Linked DNA regions of Mus musculus: region 1 is linked to region 2. A link is a contact called in public Hi-C data. All regions are on one chromosome and are shown on one strand. The core of a region is the stretch at or near the end of the contact, and the rest is flanking DNA. Distances in the headings are between cores, read along the strand shown. Region 1 has its middle 29 kb from the start of Serpina3f. Region 2 has its middle 23 kb from the start of Serpina12.

Region 1 (4,872 bases), core at 1,818-4,317, 120 kb after region 2:
GCATCAGCTTTCACCTCCAGGTTTCTGACCTGATTTCCTTCAATGATGAGCATTGTGTAAGCCACAGAATCCCTGTCCTCCCCAACTTGCTTACTGGTCATGATGTCTCATGACAGCAGTAGAAACCATAAGTGAGGCATTCCCCTACTCTGTCCATGCATCTCTCAACCCCTAGTTGTTTAACTGACATTGTGTACCTGCCTCATCAGTGTCTGTCTGCCTCATTGGATCACTGGAGCCTCTTTCTTTCTTTCTTTCTTTCTTTCTTTCTTTCTTTCTTTCTTTCTTTCTTTCTTTCTTTCTTCCTTCCTTCCTTCCTTCCTTCCTCCCTCCCTCCCTCCCTCCCACCCTTCTTCCCTCCCTTTCTCTCTCTCTCTCTCTCTCTCTCTCTCTCTCTCTCTCTCTCTCTCTCTCTCTCTCTCTCTCTCCCTCCCCTCTCTCTGTGTCTGTGTCTGTCTGTGTGTGTGTGTGTGTGTGTGTGTGTGTGTGTGTGTGTATGTCTTTACAGGAGTGTGAGTTGTGATGGACTGTGTCCTAATCAGCTAGCTAGGCATCCTTGATCTTCATTCCCTTGAAGTGAATGTTGTCTGTGAACCTTCCAAGGAGCTAAAAAGACTCCACAGGCCAGCATGGCCCTGACCCAGAGGTTTGTCCACATGGAGGCCATGGGAAGCTGGAATTCTGCTTGTACAGAGATTGAATGGAGGCTGCACATGGCTCAGAGTCTGCAGCACAAATATGCAGAGGACAGCAGCCCTAACCTGCCATTTCAGATGACAGTTGGGGAACAGGGTAATTTTGGAACAGGGTTAGTGTTCAGGGTGAGGGCCAAAACAACCTCTCATCTGCTGTTTAATACACTCTCGAGCCTCAGTTTCCCCTCCTGCCTCCTCTCTGCTCCAGCATGACATGAAGGTCACATTTAGTGACACACACATCCTGAGTAAGTAGAAAATGCAGACAGCCACCCTCTTCTGGTTTCCTTTTCTGCACAGCACATTGTGGACGCCTGCTGCTCATTCCTGGGACTGACATGCCTTGTGTCTAGGGAGCTGCATGGCTGTTAAAACATGTCCTACCTGTGCATCCCGTGGGCTCTAGTGCTTTTAACACAATGATTGCAGGTTGTATATCAATCTGTCATGATTTGGTCATAAAATTTGTCATAAAGTAAATCCCTCAACACCTGGTGGAAAAGGTTCTAGTACTTTTATTTATTCATAAACAGTAAAAAGCAAATAAATGGTAAAACAGGCCTGACCTTGTTTGTTCACACAACACTCTCTCACTAACCTTTCCAGTCTAGCAGGTGTAGCCTAGCTCCCGGCAACAAGCAGGTAAAATGCTACTCCATGTTCCTTGCTTCCGATCCTCAGGAGCTGAGCTGGGGCAGTGCAGGCTTTGCTGTCTTAGCAGCAGGTGTTCACGGGACCGCTGAGTGGGGTCCACACAGATTATTTCTCAACTCAAGCTTTCTGTGCTGGGCCCTCAGGAGGTGAGCAATTTTGCCGTGCCAGACTGGAATTTTTAAGCTAAATTCAGCCAATAGCAACTAGGGTGTACCACATTATTTCATGCCCTTCTTTATCACTCACACACACCCAGATGCTCTCTATGGCCTGGTTTTCATAGTTATCTAGGGTCACAGCTCAGTTCATGGGTTGCCCCACCATGGGCTCGGGGTGGTGGGTGTGAGTTCTTTGTCACTTGCACTCATTCTCCAAGGCTTGGCTATCTGTGGCTGCTGGAAGTTCAGTGGCTAGAAGCACAGCTGTGGCAGCTTCAGGGCTGAAGCTGCTGGCCGCTTTTACAGCATTGGGGAAAATGTCCTCTGAGGCCAGAATGGCCAGTCAGTAGGACTTGACACTCAGATGCAGAAAAATGGGTTTGCATTTTAAGGAAGAGTATAAACCTTAGCAACTACATCCCTGGAACTTTCTCAGTTGGCTCCGGGTCAGGGATGGCTGACTAACTGCAGAGATACTTCTGTAAGGCAGGGGTTCTGTTCTTCATGCTCTTCCTGCCAGAAGCCTTAGGCAGTCTACCTGAGTTCCAGCAGCCTCAGTCGTTTCCCTGGGAAACGTGGGTTTGCTATATTTATTTCTTCTTTTATGTTCTGGTTGTAGCAACTTGAATGGCTCAAGTTCAAAGCCAAGTGCCCCTTGTTCAAGCTAAAAGTGTAGAAGACTAATAGAACCTGAACATCCTTGCATCAACATATTTGTTGATTTTGAAAATATGGGATATATATATATATATATATATATATATATATATATATATACATACACACACACATTTGTGTGTCTATATACACACACTCATATACATGTATTCACACAAGTAAATGTATGTGTGTATATATATGCAAATATATATAAACACACCTACACACATAAACATATATATATATACATATATATATGTGTGTGTGTGTGTGTGTGTGTGTGTGTGTGTGTGTGTGTGTGTGTGTGTGTGTGTGTTTGTACTCAGAGCCTGATATATACTCAGAAAACGCCCTACCACTGAATCATTCTTGAGCAGGTGTTTAGCGTGTGTCTTTTGTTTGTGAATGTGTAAGTGTGCATCCATGTGCACAGCCCTCTCTTTACTTTTTTGGTTTGACACACTGCCTCACTACACACATTGACCTACTGACCTTAAACTTGCTATCAGCTATTTCCGCCTTGGCCCAAAAGAAGGAGTGGATGAGATGACATGGAACAAGCTTCAATTTCTCCTCACAGGAAAGTGGGAAGGAGCAGCTGCAGCTGGCCAAATCTTCCTCAGCAGTCATGAGGGTGTCAGAGAGGAACTCTGTTCCCCATTCCCAAGGCGCTGGCAGAATCTGGTTCTGAGCCCTATATCATGTTGTATTCTTGTCACTATGTCCCAACAACACACACAAATGTCACTTCGATCAGCTGGTGTTTCCTCTACTGCCCAGCCCTTTCACATCCTTAAAGCTCAGAGAACCTCCCCTGAGGACTCACATTTTGATGCCTGTCTCAGCCGGTTTTCTAAATCTAGTTTTAAGCTATGTTAGTCACTGCTCAACTGATTGCATGCCCATTGATGAGTCATCCTCTCCTTCCCCATAGCTCTCCACAACCAGTAGAAGATTCTGTATGTACATGAATCTGCCTGTTCTGGGATCACATGTCTCTGGGTCACATGACACAGGCCCTACTGAGTCTGGCTTCTTTCCCTGTGAGTATATTGGCAGGCTCATACACAGGCAGCAGAAAAATGTCACCTCCCTCATTTGTCTAATGAAGTAATAGTGTGTGGCCTGAGCAAACTCTGCTCATCCATTCATCTGTTGGGGAACCCTTGAGTCACAAGCACTTTGCTGACTATGAAAAAGGATGGTGGACGCTGGCTGCAGTACCTGCCATGTCTTTGCTTCCTGTTCCTCTGAGCACCTGCCTATAGTGTGATTGCTGCATCATCCTCTCCAAAGATGCTACACCATTCTCCGTTCCTTCTGCTGCACATGAAGGCTTGGAATTCCAGCCCTGCAAGGCTGGGCCAACCAAACATCACCTAGATTGACAAGTTCTCGTCAAATGCCTCCATTTGGAAGCTGTTTCTATGATGTAGCTGCAGGGCTTCGTGTTGTGTGAGGGTAGAGGTGGCATCTAGGACATTGATGGTTATTATAACTATTGTCGGCACTATTGCTTCCTATCCCATAGTGCTGCATGGCAGACATTATCTGATTATTGGTGAGCAGACATGAAACCTTGACAATGACCTCTGTCAGGTGGTTGGGTTAAAATCTCAAGGTGTCTCTATATGTCTGAGTTTCATTAGACACAGTGGGCCATTGACAGAAGGAAGGAAGAAAAACATAATTGAGTGAGAGAGACTACACCCCTCTGCTGCCTCGATTTTTAAATTTTAAGAAATGGATGCTCAGCTTGTAGAAACCACTGAGCCATGCAGGAAGTTCCCAGGCAGTGAACCGCAGTGGACAGCAATGTTTCCAGGCTCCTATCTTTCCCCTCCACAGTGTCACCTCTACTGCACACTGGGCCTCTTCCTTTAGAGGCTTCTTTACCAAGACAATATCTGGTTGGCAAGAGGAATGCAAAATGTCAGCTCCCAAGGAATGCGGAGAAGCAAACCCAGATATCTAGGCTCTAGACTCCCTTATTGGATGGACTTTAATTTGGCAATGAGTTTCAGACCCACCACATTTAGTAGCATGAGATTTTGTCAAGCCCAGGCTCCTTAAATACTTGATTAGAGAACCAAAAGGATGGAGGGATATAGCTGAGTCATGTCACTACTCATGGACTTCACGTGGCAACCAGTTCAGAGCCTTGACTGGCAGTTAGGCACATGGTCATTGTGGGGAAACTTGGCTGCTGTCAATAGATGGTCCCTTCTTCTCCCACCACACCATGGTTCTATGTGTGGTATCTTGGTGCTCACTGGGAAGGGAATACTTCCCAGTGTGTGTGATTTTCTGCTGAGCACAGGTCCACCTGTCACTGTGTGTTCTCAGGAGTCTTGAGGCTCAGGTGTGTCTCCACCTGGGTGGGCACCTTTCCTTCTGTATGCAGGCCTCTGGCTGTGTTTCCAGGCTCACAGGCTTCTACACGGACACACAGAAATCCACATAAATGTACCTCCTTTCCTAGGCCTCCTTTCCTCCTCTGTCTAGGCTCCAACCTGGATCAGCCTTGGAGCTGAATCACCCACTGCTCTCTCCAAATGTGGCCTAATGTTCCTTGAAACTGCTTTCAATGACAATCCCCATGACCTATGCTCTGCCAAGTTCTCTGCATTGAAGCCACACATGTTGCATTCCTAAGACAGAAGCAGTGGTTGACCTCTGCAAAGCTCTCTGTAGCTCTGAGAAAT
Region 2 (5,039 bases), core at 1,215-3,714:
GATTCACAATGACTCTTTGTTGCAACATTTTTCTCTAGAAAACTTAAGCCCAAACAAAGCTTGTTTTTATCCAGTGAAGAATGTAACAGAAGGCAGCCCGAGCTACCACTGACAAGATTCTCTCAGCTTCAGAGATCCAGAGAGTGAACCAAACCTCAGAGATGCTGGCCTTCAGTCACTGGCTGGCAGAAGCCCCCCTGCCCCATAGTTCCTACCATGGCCATCCTAGCCAGCAGCCACAGAAGGGCTCTCAGCATTGAACTCTGGAGCAGCTGGGCCTGAGGACCCTGAGAGTGAAAGAAACCAGACTTTGCCAGCCATAGCCATGATCGGCTATAGCCCATGGTGACACTGGACCAGGTCTATGGGTTGATTAAGAACATGTGCAGGTTTTGGTGTGCTTTCTCTCTCCATTTCCAGGTCTGACAGCTCTCTACTGATTGCCCCTCTTCTATGCATAATTTGCATGTACTCATGTACACACACACACATGTATAAATGTACGAGAGAGGGGGAGGGGGAGGGGAAGGAGAAGGGGAGTGGAAGGGGAAGGAGGAGGGGGAGGGAGAGAGAGAGGGAGAGAGGAAGAGGGGGAGAGGGAGAGAGGGGGAGGGGAAAGAGGGGGCGAGAGGGAGAGGGGGAGAGAGGGAGAAGGGGAGAGGGAAGGGGAGTAGGGGAGAGAGGGAGAGGGGGAGAGAGGGAGAAGGGGAGGGGGAAAGGGGAGAGGGAGAATCAGTTAAGGCCCAGCTGACTCTGTATAACTGGGTATATGTGTGATTGGAGTCTGGCTCCAGTCAGACTGAGGCTAAGGCCTAGCCAACAGGGATCTTCGGAAGCGGAAACCTAAAGACTTGAAAAGCATAGTAAAAGAAGAAGGAGGAGAGAAAGAAGGGAGCCCTCAAGCCCCCACGGAAACAACCAGACCTGCCGCTCTAGCATTCAGGACCTGGCAGGGGTGGGAGACCCCGCTTCTTTCTGCAGGGACCCATTCTGTACAGGATTGATCTGCCTGAGGCTTACCCAGGAGGCCAGCCAAGAGTTTCAGAATGAGAGCATTTGCCCACAGGGTTTGGCGAGTACTTTGTGCCCGCTCTCGCCTTCTGTGGCGATCTATACTTTTATGTTTACATAGCTTCATAGATTCGCCTTCTGTGGTGATTCAAAAAGGCAGTGTTTGTCATTGTCTCTGGCCGCTGAACACTCAGTTTCCAGTAGGTGGCGCTGTTTGTTGGGGGTTTGATGAAGCAGCCATGCTGGAAGTCTGTCTCTGAGGGAGGCTTCTCTCCAATCCCAGGTCACTTTCTTTGCGTCATGCTTGTGGTTGAAGGTATAATCTATCAGTTTCCTGTTCCTGCTGCCACACTTCCCTGCCATAATGAACCCTTATGCCCCTGGAACCTTAAGCCAACATAAATTCCTTCTTATGTAAAATGTCTTGGTTATGGAATTTTATTATGGCATCAGAAAAATACTGAATATCCCCTTGCTGATTTTGTCTTTACTATCTATTCACTTTATTCTCAGAGGGAGGGTAAAATCACACTCAAGCTAAGGATTGACCATCTCATCGGGGACTGTCTGCTACTCCAGCAACTGTGCCTCTCTTAGAAACCCCCCCCCCACACACACACACACACACAGAGAGAGAGAGAGAGAGAGAGAGAGAGAGAGAGAGAGAGAGAGAGAGAGAGAGAGCATTGTATGGGGACACTGGCACTCTCTCATCAAAGCTGAGCATCCCCAAACTAGGATAGGTTGCTGGCATGGCATATAGTCAAGCGAAGACTAACAGAGACTCATGTCAGAATATAGCAGTGTAGCTTCAAATGACACAAATGGAGTGGAATAGTACCGCCTCCACACAGTTCTTTATCATTACACTGTAACATGTTGCTTTGCACCACATGGTGGGACTCGTGGTTACGAGTATGTAGCAGAGGATGGCCTAGTTGATCATCAATGGGAGGAGAGTCCCGTGGTCCTGTGAAGGTTCTATGCCTCAGGATAGGGGAATGCCAGGGGAAAGAATTGGGAGTGGGTTGGTTGGGGACCAGGGGGAGGGGATAGGGGATTTTCGGAGGGGAAACTAGGAAAGGGGCTAACATTTGAAATGTAAATAAAGAAGGTAGCTAGTTAAAAAAAAAAAAGAAGGAGAAGAAGAAGTTTAAATCAGGAAGTGGCTCTCCCAGTCAGTCTTTCTGACACCCAGGTCACCGTTTTCTGACACTCGCAGTGTCTTGGCCTAGGTTCCACAATGAAACAATTCAGAGACGTGTGATTTATTAGAAAGGTCCCCACTCTCCAATCTGTCCCTTCCAGTATTCTGGTCATCTGCTCCAGAATCTGAAAAGCAGCTGCGTTTTCCACTCTCAGTTTTTATCTATGGCAAGCATTACTAGACAACCCCAGAGTAGCCAGAGCTAGACATTACTAGACAACCCCAGAGTAGCCAGAGCTCCAGGCAGTCATCCAAACAGCCAGTCAGAAGACTGTAGCTGGGGAGACAAACGTGCTACTGTCTGCCTCAGGGTTTGTTTCATCATCCAATCGGTAGACTATGGCATCTCTTTCTGCCCCAGGAAAGTGGGTTCTGAGATTCTGAGCTCAGGCTTTGTGGTGGAAAACAGCCCACACTCCTCTGGTGTCGCCACCTGCCAGCAGAGTGTCCCCCACACCCTTCTTGTCTCTAAGGAGGAAGCTCTGGGTCTAGCCTTTGAGAGCCATTATACAATTTTAAAAGGACTAACAGTGAATCCCTTATCCGTACTGTCATCTCTTCTTCCCTGTGGTATGAGTTTAAATAGAGTTTTTCTTTCTTTCTTCCTCCCTCCCTCTCTTCCTCCTTCCCTCCTTCCCTCCTTCCCCCCTCTTTCTTTCTTTCTTTCTTTCTTTCTTTCTTTCTTTCTTTCTTTCTTTCTTTCTTTCTTTCTTTCTTTCTTTCTTTCTTCCTTCCTTCCTTCCTTCCTTCCTTCCTTCCTTCCTTCCTTCCTTCCTTCCTTCCTTCCTTCCTTCCTTCCTTCCTTTCTTTCTTTCTTTCTTTCTTTCTTTCTTTCTTTCTTTCTTTCTTTCTTTCTTTCTTTCTTTCTTTCTTTTTCTTCCCAAGACAGATTTTCCCTGTATAACCCTGGCTGTTCTGAAACTTTCCCTGTAGACCAAGCTGCTGGCCTCAAACTGAAAGATCCCCTTCTGCAGTGCTGGGATCAAAGCTGTATACCACTCTGCCTGGCTTGATTAGAGTTTCTTGCTGAGCAAGGGCAAGAGGTCTTTGCTGGAACCAAGGGCAACTTACCAGTGACTACATCACTGAAGAAAATGGCACCCCTTCTCCTCATAACTGTTAATTTATGATTCCTCATGCCTTCTTCTCAATCCATGATGAGCTGTTGGGGCCCAATCTTATAGAGATCTGCAGACAGCCACACGAGTTATGGACGTGATGGCTATGCTATGTCAGGGAGACTTCTTTTTGCGGCCTGTCCCTCTGTCCCCCGGGTCTTACATACTGCCCACTGTCTCTTCCTCGGGGCTGCCTGACTCTGGGAGAGGGTGATGGATGTCTTATTACTGATGATGACCATAGGTTACAGTTCTCCATCAAGTGCTTCCTGCTGAAGTAAGGAGGTTCTCTGGTGAAGACTATGCTCTGCACTAATCTGTGCTCATAAACACGGTGTCTGGAGGGCAGTTTGATAACACGACCACTAAGTAAAACGATGGTAGCAGGTTCCCCTACAGAGCCCATGACTTCCCAGACGAAGGCTTTTGACCATGTTCATTAATGACATATTAAGTTCATTAATGACATATTAAGACATAATATTAATTTAATATTTAAGACATATTGGTTGTATTGGTATAATACAACCAATTCCAGGCTGCTGTCAGCTCCAGCCGGACACTTTGATGTATGTGAACCTGTACGCATATAAGTATCCCCAAGTCCATGGGGTTTGCATCCTGGCACCTCAGAGTCTCCTGTGGGATGAGGGGTGGAGGGGGTGGAGAAAGAAGTCACCTAGCCACTTTATATCTCTCCTTTATTTCATCTGTCCTGACCAGGTGCCTGTTTCCCAGGCTACACAGGCAGGAGGCTAAGCTTCACTCCCTAACAAGGCTTCCTACTTACAGTATGCTATGCAGACAAGCCAGAAAGTGCTTCTTCCCACCCACCCTGCAGCAGCTCCATGTGGTCACACCAGGAAAGAGCACACAATAAAACTGCTACTTGAGGCCTCAGTTTACCTGTCTATGAACACAGTTCTCTTAACTTTCTGGGCTTTGCCAACATCTGAACTGATATATATGTATATATATTTTTATTTCTGTAATATATATATATATTTTTTTTCCGTAAGAAAATGTATTCCAGAACATTCAACACCATCACTGGTATCTTTTTATGAGATGCCAGTAACTTCTCTCCCCAGTAGTAGAAGCCAGAAAAGTCCCCAAGGGACAAAAGTGAGTTCAGGGTAGGGGACAAAAGTCAGTTCAGTTGCCACATGGGGCTCTGAGGCCCTAGCCACTTCCTGGAATTTTGAGAATAAATCAGAAAGGACACTGGAGAGAGATAAGCTTCTGTGAGGACCTCAGAAGCACACTGCTGCCATCTGCTGGTCACTGACCTCTTTCAGACCTGTCGTCTGCAACCCCTCTCCTGCCAATTGGATGGCTGACTTGCAGGTGGATGGGAAAATAAGAATATGAAGTTCACGTGTGTACTCAGGAGAAGAGTCAAGTCAAGGAAGAATGCAGGGTCTGAGAGTCCCACATCTTGATCTAAAGGCAGCCAGGAGGAGACTGCCTTAGGCAAGCAGCCAGAAGGGGACGTTCTTCCATAGTGGGCTGGACTCGAGCACGGGATCTCACAGCCTGGCTCTGAGATACATTCTTCCAACGAGATCACTCGCACCTCCTGATGTGTGGGGGCTGACGTGGTCCAGCGTGAGAAGCTGTAGGCTTTCTTACGCACAGTTAAGGGAAGGAGGTTGAGGCTCAGGGACATGACATCTATTTCCCTCATAAGGAGTGAGAATGAA

The links. A called contact is a pair of places that touch in the nucleus more often than the background predicts.
Region 1: a contact with region 2 is called in a Hi-C map of bone marrow-derived macrophages, with 3 times the contacts expected there. The contact joins two enhancer-like sites. A contact is called at or near these places in 18 of 484 Hi-C or Micro-C datasets (the BV-2 cell line, the Ba/F3 cell line, Sertoli cells and 12 more) and 2 of 115 datasets of contacts at active chromatin or transcription factors (CD8 T cells and trophoblast stem cells).

Annotation. Positions count from the first base shown.
Region 1 is chr12:104,183,329-104,188,200 of GRCm38.p6, forward strand. No RefSeq gene overlaps it. Among named protein-coding and RNA genes, the nearest start is that of Serpina3f, 29 kb to the right of the region's middle. Within about 2 kb of position 3,068, at least 38 of the 459 cell types and tissues checked have an H3K27ac peak or open chromatin away from gene starts, as enhancers often do. A contact at or near this core is called in the BV-2 cell line and bone marrow-derived macrophages, where this site is marked.
Region 2 is chr12:104,065,242-104,070,280 of GRCm38.p6, forward strand. No RefSeq gene overlaps it. Among named protein-coding and RNA genes, the nearest start is that of Serpina12, 23 kb to the left of the region's middle. Within about 2 kb of position 2,465, at least 158 of the 459 cell types and tissues checked have an H3K27ac peak or open chromatin away from gene starts, as enhancers often do. A contact at or near this core is called in the BV-2 cell line and bone marrow-derived macrophages, where this site is marked.